Linked DNA regions of Sorghum bicolor: region 2 is linked to region 1. The links are chromatin contacts, called in public HiCAR-type maps. All regions are on one chromosome and are shown on one strand. The core of a region is the stretch at or near the end of the contact, and the rest is flanking DNA. Distances in the headings are between cores, read along the strand shown.

What was found. HiCAR-type assays count read pairs that join an accessible place to other places.
Region 2: a contact with region 1 is called in a HiCAR-type map of leaf, with 5 times the contacts expected there. The contact joins the promoter of LOC8062700 here to the promoter of LOC110430546 in region 1. A contact is called at or near these places in 1 of 4 Hi-C or Micro-C datasets (leaf) and 1 of 1 datasets of contacts at active chromatin or transcription factors (leaf).

Annotation. Positions count from the first base shown.
Region 1 is chr9:45,335,441-45,341,764 of Sorghum_bicolor_NCBIv3, reverse strand. LOC110430546 (serine/arginine-rich-splicing factor SR34-like) reads right to left here and starts at 4,850. Exons shown (of 15, transcript XR_002447893.1): 1 at 4,711-4,850; 2 at 4,337-4,428; 3 at 3,740-3,805; 4 at 3,315-3,389; 5 at 3,129-3,231; 6 at 2,994-3,040; 7 at 2,867-2,924; 8 at 2,668-2,717; 9 at 2,407-2,463; 10 at 2,150-2,289; 11 at 2,023-2,064; 12 at 1,517-1,699; 13 at 1,112-1,139; 14 at 973-1,041; 1 more. It overlaps LOC8077903 (chaperone protein dnaJ 49), which reads left to right and starts at 4,930. Exons shown (of 3, transcript XM_002440930.2): 1 at 4,930-5,074; 2 at 5,610-6,324. The coding sequence starts at 5,659.
Region 2 is chr9:45,479,265-45,485,666 of Sorghum_bicolor_NCBIv3, reverse strand. LOC8062700 (beta-glucosidase 20) reads right to left here and starts at 3,980. Exons shown (of 13, transcript XM_002439617.2): 1 at 3,739-3,980; 2 at 3,551-3,614; 3 at 3,224-3,282; 4 at 2,992-3,067; 5 at 2,817-2,888; 6 at 2,646-2,733; 7 at 2,305-2,560; 8 at 2,095-2,210; 9 at 1,799-2,019; 10 at 1,642-1,670; 11 at 1,440-1,539; 12 at 1,253-1,334; 13 at 578-1,072. The coding sequence starts at 3,876. The coding sequence ends at 844.

The DNA.
Region 1 (6,324 bases), core at 3,601-6,100:
CTCCAAGAAGTCCAAGCAGCGAGTGGCAAGAGGACGATAGCACATGCGGAAAATGCATCGCCAGCTCCCAACTCCACAGTAGTGGTGATGGCCGTTAACATCCAAGCACATGGTCCTTTGCCGAACTAAAGAAACTCACCACACCACAGATCCAACTCAACGAAAAAAAAAAAAACCCTTCGATTTTGTTCCACGGTAACAGTATTGCAGAGAAACACAAAAGATCACTCACTACGCTCGGTGCAGTAGGTAACACAACCTAAAGGCAGGTAAAACACATGTAATGACCAAAAAGGCAGAAATAGACCTAACCACCAATGATTGCACAAATGATGCAGAATGATACTTCCTCCGTACTAACAAGATTATCAAATATCGAGAAAAAGTTTAGCATACAACAAAAAGAAAGGCTTAAATCCCAACCCTTTCTATTCTTCATATCTGTTGATTGAACAAAAGCAAACAATTGCAACTAATCATAAGCTATAGTTGCTTCTTTAAGGGGCATCACATGTGGTAGAATTCCAATTTTGTTTTTCCACAAGGGAGTGCATCAAAGAATAACAATGACTCCATACAACAATGTTTTGCTATGTTCAGTTAAGATTTGGAAGGAATGGATGGAGCTCGACCAATGAATGGAGCTAATCAAAGCCATCGTTCTGCTAAGTTTAAAATTCAACAACGTTTGCACCATGTCAAGTACAAAGTAGAGCATACAGTGACCTCCTCAAAGAACAGAGTATTTGTAAAAATATAGAAGGAATAGCAATGCTACTAGCACAGTGCTCATAATCCGTACAGCAATCTTTTAGCTTGAGCTCTGCATTTCTGAATGTTTCAAGTGCAGAATCTGATTCATTCAGGTTTTGCCTGCAATCAACCAGACAAAACACATATAATATATGCTTTAGCATTAGAATACCAACAAGTGACTAATAGTATGAAGGTTTGGTGCCGTTGAAAACATACCGGAGAACAAGATCGGGGCAGACTTTTGCTCCTGGCAGGACTCCTGCTTATAGACTTGTCACGTGGGGGCTGTACAACACTCAACTGGTCACATAAAAAAGTATTGGATAAAAATGCGTTATTTATTTCAAAAACTTACAGAAACAGGAGGGGATCTGGATGGTGATCTGCAAAATGTATAAAAAATGTTAGTCCATAATGCTGCATGAAAATATGATTTAACCCAAATATCGTAGAACCCATACATATATATACTCATGCCTCCATCATTCAGTTGTTTTCAAGGATATACAAGGAAGCTCAAAATCTATTTAGAAATTGCAATTTCTCATAAGAGAAAATTACATTCAGCAAACAACGATACAGCCAACATGGATTGAAATGGTCCAACAGGGCCAGAGCTTTCTTTTTCTGATGTGCAACCTTTTTTTAAAAAAAAAAATCCTCAATGTTAAAGCTGAGGATAAGGGCACAACCTCATCATTAAGACCAAGGTTTTATATTTCAGAATGGAAATGCTGAAGTCAACAGTATTCGATTATACCACAAATTCCAGTCCATATATGTTTTGGTGCCAGCCCTATCTTGCTCCTATTGCTGGTTGCAGTCCACTTGTCATACAGTGCATCACAATCCAGCTGACTATCCAACGTTCCAAACCATCATCATGTTCTCAATATTCCATTATCCTACCAATGCAATCCCCAGATCCTCACAATGCCCCAATCTAGTGAAGAAAAGAGCAAATCTTCAACAATGAAGAAATACAGTCACACACAATGTTACATGTTAATAATCAGATGCAGTGAAAACCCAAATTCATGTAATGAAAAATACAGCATCAACAAACATAATTTAAGCCATAAAGTACAATAACAGAAAGGAAAATTTCAAAACAAATCTAAAAAAACCTAGGCTACTGATATTTTTCCCCTGCAATTGTTAGATACCAATATCTTGAGTTACCATTAGTTTCTTGAAAACAGAAATTTCCCAAATTTCAAACCATTCAATCATTCAATAATCAATACCAAATTTAACTGTTCATACCTTGCTTTAACAGGTGATTTTGACTGAGAAGCAGATCTAGATCTGAATCAACAAAAAAAAATGAATGTTAATATCTTAGATGTGCCCTAGTCAACATTTGAGCATGAAGACAATTGAAAAAATATACCTTGGGCTCCTACTCTTGCTATAACTGCGGCTTCTACTTCTTGAGTATGAGCGGCTATGACTTCTGCTTCTTGACTTAGAGCGGCTACGGCTTCTGCCTCTGGAGCGAGAACGGCTGCGCCTAGCATCATACTCCCTCACCTATAGTAAGACAATTGATGAGAGCATGCTAATTTTCAGTTGAGAAGGTGAAACAAATGTGTCGATACAGCATCTGGGTACTGCTAATCAAAATCATCAGGACAAAAATGACCATACCCGGATATATGTCCTTGAAAAAGCATTACGGAACTCAGAATCATCTAGCTTCCTTATCTAAAAGTAACTAGTTGTCAGTACATATCTTCATGGAAATATGCAAGTATGCATGGAAAGGTACAAAGATTACACATATCATGAAATTTGTCATTTTCCAGTGATCAACCATATGAAAAAAAAAAAAAAAACTAAAAAAGTTTCCGATGACAGTGCATAACCTCTATTTTAAAGGGAAGATGAAGAGAACACTTTAAAACATACCGCATGTTTCATATCTTCATAGTTAGTATAATCAGCTATTCCAATAGTTGCTGCAGTCATAAACATAAAATTATGTACGAGCATTAATAGGCATTCCTTCTAAAATATGACATGGTACAGTTTGAATGACAGTCATGCTATCCAAAAGGTGAGCCTAATGTGTAATAAATTGATAACATCAGAACGTGTCAAAACTAACCTCCAGCCTCACGATACACATCAGTGAAACAGACATCACCAGCTCGCCGCATATGATCCTGAATGAAAGTAAAATTAAGGATTACAAGGCAAAAACAATAGCTAATGACCTCAGATCTTTAGCAAACCTTGAGATCTTGCCATGATGCTGAAGAAGGTAATCCAGTAACCATAACTGCATAATCAATGAACCAATACAGTAAGATCAGAGAGAGATTTCAAGTTGCTGAAGCTTTGAAATTTGGGAATAAAAAAATACAAACCACGGTAATCAGAACGTTTAGAGGCACCGCGTTGCCCAGCACTGCTATAGCTGCTAGATCGATCAAAAGAAGATGGGCCTCGTCCACCATGAGCTAATTCCACCTGGATATAAAGTATAAATAACATTAGAAGAATTCAGATAGCTATCATCTCTGTAACCAGGAGCTCTCTCAAGATCCACCTACCCGCAACCTATGGCCATCAAAGTTGTATCCATCACGGCCATATATTGCATCTTCAGCATCATGTGGATCCTCAAACTGCAAAATGCATCACTGTGTTGTTAGTCTTCCATCATCTTAGCCTGTCTGTGTTATAGGTTTTAGAGAATAATTTAGTAATCCTTGCTTAACATTTAATAGAGTACTTACCATTACTGATCTATTCCACGGTTATCATTGTTGTGTACATTAGACATGTTGGAACAATAAGCGTTTCAGGCAATATTCTTTTTAGTTATCTTAAAAGAAGGTATAAAACCTCCTAAAATATCACCACTGACAACACAAGGTTTGTGATAAAAAAAAAATATTGAACCAAGCACAAATTATGATTGTAAATCTAATGAGTACAAAATATCCTCATATCGAACGGACACCAGCCTACTTACCTCAACAAAAGCAAAACCAGGAGGCCTTGGTGGAATCTTCAAGTCAATTTCCACGATACGTCCATACTGTAGAAGCAGAAGGTAAAACATAAAATTAACATCTAGATGAAAGTGAATCAACCAAAGTAGAGATACAAACAAAAATTGACCATTCACAATCCACATTGCCTTCCCTCCCAGAGCTCCATCCATTGGACTAGATGGTGTTAGAAGGCAAAACACAGTTAGCAGTGGTGAAGTCCACAACGAACAGAACTTTAAATCATTGCCAAAATAGGTGGTGATTACACAGCGAAAACAAAATAAAAAAACAAGTACATGGTCCAACGCACAATTATAAAACTCAGAGCAAGATTCTATTGCGCTTCAAATATCAATATGAGCAAACCCTACACTACATCATAGGCATCTCTTCCACTTCAGCAATATTGAGCCACTTCTAAAGGCAACTATTCCCAACACTCATCTAATCTCCCCATATCATACCAACACTCCTCTAATCTCCCCATATCATACTCGCAGGCTTGACTGACACCACAACAACATCCCCACCGATCTAGCTTTCGACGATAAGCCCTGCAGTATATAGGGACTCACCTTGTAGAAGAGATCATCTACTTCCCTCTCGCGGATGTCGCCGGGGAGATTGCCCACGTAGATCGTACAGCCGTTCCGCCGGGTCATCGTTGCTGCAACAAGGATACTGAATCAGCCAGCAGTAGGGAACAATTCCAAGCAAACTGTTACGGATAAACTGCCGAACTGGTGCGGCATCACGGGAACAAGTCCACAACTACTAAAACCGAGTAATCCTGGCCAGGAACAAATCGAATTCTGGGCGCCGAAACGCCCGGGACGAGAAAAAATAATTGCAGAAGCAGCACCTGCTACGGGAACAGAATTGCACACTAGATTTCGACCGGGGGACTGCGGCTCCCGGCCGGGGCGGAGAGGGGTTCGCGTTGCCTCACCTGCGACGACTCGACGGCGGCGAGGAGCGAGGAGGGCTCGCGTCGAGGAGCTTCGGCGGATGCCGGCGCGAGGGTGCTGGTGCTGGGAATTGTGGATTGCTCGCTTTGGGATTCGCGCCCCGCCGTGGAATCTAGTGGCGGTTCGTGGATCCCTACCGGGCTGGGGATGGGCCTTTGCGGGCCCAGTCCAGAAGTAGCAGCAGCACCAGCCGCTCTCCCGATTTTATTTAATTAAAATATAGAAAATCTGAGGGTCTTAGCAGAAAAGTGCAGCGCCTTTCGCCGTGCCGTCTCCTCTCCTCCGAAGGCTTCCTTCCCCTCTCCGGTGGCGGGGGTGTGATCTTCCTCCCCTCGCTCTTATCCGGTGAGCTCCCTGATCCATCGGTCTCAAATCATCCCCAGCTTTCAAATATGCAAGTTTCCTCTCAGATTCGGTCGACGCGCGGCCGGTTCTTCTCGGTGACTTCGAGGTGTCGCGACACATCGAGGTTTAGGAGAGGATTGTTTAGGGATGGTATCGCCCTGTTTCTTGCATGTTGATGTCCTGTTTAGATGATGCGGAAGGCCGATGAGGGCATGCGGTCTTTCTCGGCTGGTTTATCCTATGATGTTGGTGTAGTTCTGAATTGATAAGGTGATCATTCTGTTTTATTAGGATGTGCATAACTCATGCGGCTATAGAGGATCCATCTAATATTTAGGCCCCCTTTGGAACGCCGGAAATTGTCCTGTTCCCTGCGTTTTTCCTATGAAATTGAACTAATTCCTGCGAAATTCCTGTAATGTTTTTGTAGATATCATTTTATCTCATGGCGATTGGTGTTCGTTAGCCAGTTTTATTAGATGGTAGTTTGTTTTGTTTTGTTTTGTTTTGTTAATCCAGTATTTTTGTTTCGTAGGTCATCAGTTTGAGGTTTTGGCCTATTTTACCCACAGCTGATTGGACTCATGGATGGGAACAAAGATGAGGCCTTGAGGTCTGTCAAGCTTGCAAAATCTGCATTTGCATCTGGGGATAGGCAGCGTGCAGAAAAATTAGTTAAAATTGCTCAAAGATTGGACCCGAGTCTTCCACTTGATGATTTGTTGAGCCCAGTTGAGAAGGTTGGCATCCTGAACAGTGCTACTTGCAAAGACAAGACTGGAAGAGGCCAAGCTCGTGTAGACCCCAAAACACCAAAAGAATCTGTTGGTCCTTTAAATGTTGATCAGGCTTACACTGAGGAGAATATTAGAGTGGTTCAGGATATCAGGAAAAAGAAGGATTACTATGCAGTTCTTGGTGTAGAGAGAAGATGCTCTGTGGAGGAAATTAGGAAGGCCTACAGGAGGTTATCACTGAAGGTTCATCCTGACAAGAACAAGGCTCCTGGGTCAGAGGATGCTTTCAAGTTGGTAAGCAAGGCTTTCAAGTGCCTAAGCAATGATCAGTCACGAAGGACTTATGATCAGACAGGCACCATTGAGGACCATGAATTCAATGAGCAATATCCCAATGTCATGAGGCGGGGAGCTGCTAGGCGGAGGAGGCCAGCAAGAAGTGGCTTCTATAACTACGAAGAAGATTTTGATCCTGATGAAATATTCAGGTCCTTCTTTTATGGCACCCATGAT
Region 2 (6,402 bases), core at 2,731-5,230, 140 kb before region 1:
AGCGTAAATGATGACGGTGAGGTAAAAGCGGAAATGGTGATAGTCGGGTACAGGAAACTCCTCAAATCACTGGCTTCCGGATAAATACAAAGAAAACATCAAACTCTCAACAAGTAAAAGCAGAAACTGTGATGATCGGGCATCCCTAGGCCTTGTATAGTTGCCAAAAATTTTTATAAAATTTTTCAGATTCCCCGTCATATCGAATCTTACGGTATATGTATGAAACATTAAATATAGATAAAAAAAATAATTGTACAGTTTACCTGTAATTTACGAGACAAATCTTTTGTGTCTAATTAGTTCTTGAACAATATTTATCAAATATAAACGAAAGTACTACAACCATTTTGCAATTTTTTTTTACTAAACAAGACCCTAGTGACATCTGGTTTTGATGTTTGAGGAGTCTTTCTGTTTTCGGTCGGTTTCTGGATAAATACCGAGAAAACAGTAAACGGTAGGGTAAAGGCAGAAATGGGGACAGTCAAGTTCGAGGAGGAAGACTATGACGGTAGTCCAAGTAGGTAAGACAGACTTTTTCCTCTAATAAGGAGATTCTGATACTGGGGCCTGAGATACATTCAATCTCCCTCTTTTTATGACGATGGATGATTCTCTAACTAATACATTTTCTGATTGCAGAGTGTACTCAAGGACGGTTCTTTGACTTCTTTCTTTAGTTTCTATTATAGTAAATACTTTACAACCCACACGACCTTAAGCTTCATATATAGAGTACACCAAATACGTTGAAATATTTCGTAAATTTTACCCTTTTCCATTATTTCTGTTCAGAGTGTAGCTCTCAGAGTATAAAATGCCAATCTTTGGATGGAGCACTTAAATTTGTTCATGAGAAGTTGCAGTTGCTTCACCATTGTCCACCTGAATGGCAACATTATTCTTCAAGAAGTCTGAGTACCAGTACGCAGACAGCCTAGGCTGCCTCTGACGCCTCAGGTCATTGAAATCGACGCTGATGAGGCCGAAATGCGCCTTGTAACCCCCGAACATCTCGTAGAGATCCAGTAATGACCACACAGAGTATCCTTTGACGTCTGCTCCGTCCCTGGAATGAACCATGTATTTCTGAAGTTCGTTCATGTGCCAAAACATCCAAAGAACGCTCTGCATGTGACAAGAAAAATAATGCATGTATCTGATGCAAGCCTGACTCCCTTAGACTTGTGCAGAAGTTGGACCATCCTGTCAGTGCGAAAAAGAGAGAGAACAATACACTATTAATTACCTTATGGCTTTCAATGTGCTTGCAATGTACACCTTCAGGAAGTCAATCCTGTCTACATCCATCAGGCTGTCATCAGGCCTTCCTGAAAGATAGATGTAATGTGAGGTTCATTTGCAATGTTAGTTTCTTTCTAGTTTATCTGAATGTGAATGCTTCTTAACAAGCATCTCCAAATGTTAGGGATTACCGTTTTCCTGGATATAAATTGAGATGTTCCCGTACTTTTCACGAATGTATTTGAGTACATGCTCTAGCCCTTGAGGATCAACCATTGTGCCTGCTGGATACTGCTCTTATTAGAGCATCAATGTCAGCAATCACCTAAAGTCATGTCAAATTTCTAACTATTCTACAACAGTTTAGGTCAATGGTATCAACCATCAGTGTACCTGTATAGCAGCTGGCCCGTCCCTGGTGTCTGCAAATGATGAGGAGCCTTTAGAAGCACGTACATTCAGGTTCAGGTATGCATGCACATACATACATACATACATACATACATACATACATACATACATACATACAGAAGTTTACAGCAGCTTTAACCTCTGAACAAAGCTCCAACGTCAGCAGCTTGATCTCGCACAGGCATCTTTGACGCATCAGGATTGTTGCTCGCATATATGGAGCTGTAGTGATTCAGTCCAATGAAGTCAAATGCGCCGGTAACAAGCTCGGATTCATAGCTGGAGAAGGACGGAAGGCGGGCACCGGCAGCCTTCTTCATGCTCTCCGGGTAGTCTCCAAATAAGAAAGGGTTCAGGATGCTGCAGTTGAAGCACTATTAGTTGTGGGTGGCTGGGTGCTATCACACAGTTCATGAAAAAGAGAGGTTAACATACCTGCCAAACAAGAAGTCGTTGGCTCTTTCCGTTGCCTGGATATCTTCAGCTAAATCTGTCAATGAGTAGATGCACAAGGAGTAGAGGTTTATGCCCACAACGCCCTTCCGCACAGCCTGAAGGCGAAGAACAAGGCTCATGTGTGATGTCAAGAAAGTTGAGCAGAAACACAAGGCTCCGAAGGGAATGAAAATTCATGGCAAAACCGACTTGGTACTTCTCCCGGTATAGCCTGACAACCGAGGAGTGAGCTAGCAGATTGTAGTGTAGAAACAGGTAAGGCTCCACGGTGGAGTTGCCAGCTGTGCAATCATGCCCAAATGGATATGAACAACGTCCAGGGGCCACAATTCCAATATCATAGGAACCTTGAGCAATGATGTTTGGTTCCATCATAGTTGTCCAGTGTGCCACCCTATCGCCAAACTCGCGAAAACAAACGTCCGCATATGCTGTGAAGTCGTCTCTGCATATGTTTGGTTCCATCATGGTCATTTTTCAACGTTATTTTTTCTTTATCTGGTTTGCATAAAGTAAGAGAAGCAACTTACACAATTCTGGGGCTCAGCCATCCATTGTACTCATCCTCAAGAATTTGGGGGAGGTCTAGATGGTAAAGGGCAGCATGTACCTGAATACCTGAACAAGGATTTGGAAAACAATGATTCAGTGAGACAGTGACAAACACAAGTTCTAAACAAATGCAGCGTAGTGTAACTCACCTTCTTTCACTAGCTCATTTATCATATCGTTGTAGAACTGCAGCCCTTTTGGGTTCACTGCTCCTCTCCCATCTACATGACCCCAAGGTTAAAAGTAGTAAAAATGGAAAATCCAGAACTTCTAGCTACTACGCAAAATGAAAAATTGAAATCATGAGTTTAGTTGCACACTGACTAGGAATTAGTCTTGACCAAGATATGGTGAACCTGTAAGCCTTCAGGCCTATGTCTTTCATTAGCTTTACATCCTCCTGAATGAAAATATCAAGAAAAGATGCAAGAGGTATTCCAACTTACAATCGACTTAAGTAGCGACTAATAATTTCTCTGAAAGATTTCTTCTTAATAAAATACGAGTCAACAGACACATTCTCGAAAAAATATTTTCTCTGAAAGAGTGGCCACACCTTATACTTGTGATAACCATCAGCAGCAAAATCACCACTGTGCTCATTCGGGTTTCTTGCTATTGCATTAGCACAGTATATATAGTCAGCACACAAATGGAATACAAAATTGAGAATTAACCATGAGTTCAGAAGTAGTAATGTTTACACTTCTTGTAACTGTTGAATATGAAATCTAGCAAGACCAAAGATCATCAAGAGCATGTGAAATCTGAGCTCTTGATTGCAGCATTAACAGTTATTACCAATACACCATTAGAACAAACCAGAATCGCACTAATGCATAAAATCCCCACCGTGATGAGGTCTGAAAAAGCAATTGACTACCTGAGTGAGCATAAGTGTTCCAAATGCTTGGGCTCTTCCCATCCTCATCCACTGCACCCTCATACTGCCCCCAAACATATACGGAAAAAAAATGAGGCCAACTGAAACCTCTTTACCCTGTTTGATCCAAACTAAGAGGTACTAATAATACCGAAAATTGTAAATTGGGAGCATGTTCTTTAGTGTACCTGAAAAGCTGCAGTCCCAGCTCCAAACGCAAATCCGTCAGGGAAGTCATCCACTGTGAAACGGAACGCCGTTACATCGTGTGATGGAAGCAGCAGCTGCAGCAGCCATGGCAAGAAAAGCAGCAAGCGTCCCCCCATTGCTTTGTTCTCCTGAAAGCATGCGCGTACGGAGGGCTTCTTATGTGTGGCGTTGGATCATTCGATGCTGCTGGCCTGCTGCACGGATTGCAAACCGCCAAACCTGCGACAGGTGTACTGAACGTGGCCAGGAATATTTCACACCATGACCCCAGACATTAGCAAAGGTTTTTTCTAAAAAATAGATAAGTTTCCAAACTTTTTTTTTAGATGAAGGAATAAATTAATTGTCGTGCATCAACCAAACAAAGCCATAGAAAAAAATGTTATGCAGGATGCAGACTTAGCTCATTATTACCCCGTATCAACATTTGCTGATAGATTGAAATCAGTAAATAACCAGTTATATAAGATAAAAAGGTATTCCATCACATAACCTGTTACAAAAGTTTCGATGGCGTCTCGCAAAAAAAAAAAAGTTTCGATGACCAACGCACCCAAAGGTTGACGTGGCACATCATGTCCTCTCTGTATTCTGTCTTTTTTTTTAACAATCTCTATGTGCCCTTGGAGAACACATATATTAAAGATGTGAATATATATAAAAAAACTATTATCACTGTCATTACCCAATCACCAAACATGTATAGAGGTTCCATACATTATAGGATCTATCTTTTCTTTTGAACGCATATTAAGGTAGATAAATTATCACTATGTCATTAATCAAATAAGGGCTTCCGGTTAGTAATATTAATATATGTGTTGTCATCATTTTCATTGTATGTCTTTAAATCTTCATTATGTATTAAGCCTAAATTATATCAGCTCTTATTTCATGCCTTTTGTGATATCTGAAAGGTCCAAATGGCTAGAGAGGGGTGAATAGCCTATTTAAAAAATTCTACAAACTTCAACTAGACAAGTTGATTAGTAAAACAAAAGGTGAAGCTATTCTAGCACTAGCACAACTAAGCTATGGAAGCCACCTACACAAGTGTAGCAAGAAAGCAAAACACTGGTTACAACAAGAAAACACAACTAGAAGCTTGCTACACTCCTAAACAAGATAGCTAAGCTACACAACTAGCAAGGTATGCACATAAGTAAAGGAGAGGGGAGTGATTGTTATACCAACGTTGTAGAGTAGAAGTATATCCAATCAATCACGTGCACAATCACAAGAGAGACCTCGGCAAGAGATGACACAAGATTTTTTACCGAGGTTCACTTGCTTCCCTGCATGCTACTCCTCATTGTGGCGATACACCCACTTAATGGATCACGAGCTAATTGGCAATCCAAAGCCAAACCCTCAGCGGGTGCCACACATCCACTCACAAGATGGGGATCCTCCAAGCCACGAGCAATCCACTAGAGTAGCCAATTGCGATCTCCCGTGGGGAAGGCTCAAGAACCCCTCATAAATCACTTGGTGAGGCTCGAAATAATCTCCAATCACGAGCTCAACACCACCGCTGCTCCAAGCCGTCTAGGGCGTCGGGAAACACCCAAGAGTAACAAGAAATCGGCAGCAAACTCAAGAATCAAGTGCCACTAAATGCAACTCTCAAAGCAATGCACTTGAATCTCACTCAATCTCACTAGGATTAGCAATCAAGCAAGGAGATGAGTGGAGAGAGTGTTCTCTAGCTCATTGTATGCCTCAAGTAATCAAATGTGCAAGAGAAAACCTCCTAAAGCCGGCCACCTCCTATTTATAAGCCCCCTCAACAAATAGAGTCGCTGGCTCTTTTCACTGGGCTGAAAACGGGGGCACCGGACGCTACCAAGTGAGCACCGGACGCTCGACCCCCTGCGTCCGGTGCACTGGGGTTGGCCACGTGTCCTTCTTGAAACTTGCGCGTCAGTCTCTAACGGCTACCTGCAAAGCACCGGACGCTCTGCAGGTCCACACCGGACGGATCCGGTGCACACTGGACTAAAACTCAGGGAGGTATGCAAAACCTCGAGGTCACCAGACGTGAGCCACCGGACGCACCCTGAGCGTCCGGTGCTCACCGGACTTAAACTCAGAGAGGGTCGCCAAAACGCCCACACATCGGACGCTGAGCACCGGACTCACTCCGGTGCATCCAGTGCACTCTGCTACACCCGACAGTACACCGGACGCTAAAGGCCAGCGTCCGGTGCCTCCGCGCAGTGCGTCCGGTGAGTGTTTCTCACTGAAAAACACTCTCGCGACTTCTCCAAATTTCCCACCGGCGCAATGGAAAATATACACTTATTTTTCTCAAAAACTCCGAATCCCCAAACCCCTCTCAACCCTAGGAACTCCACCTCCTTTGTAAATGTGCTAACACCAACAAGTGTCCACCACCAAGGTGCATGTGTGTTAGCTTTTCACAAACATTTTTACCCAAAGGAGTTAAGTTAGCACTTTACTAGATCCTAATTGTCGGCGTCAAGACTCGTGGTCTAGACACAAACGAGTATAAGTATGCATGACTACCTAAACCTGGATGGTGATGCAAGTGAAACATAGAGGATTTATACTGGTTCTGGCTAGGGATGCCCTACGTCTAGTGAGATCGGGGGTCTGTATTTCCTTGCACCCAAAGGTGC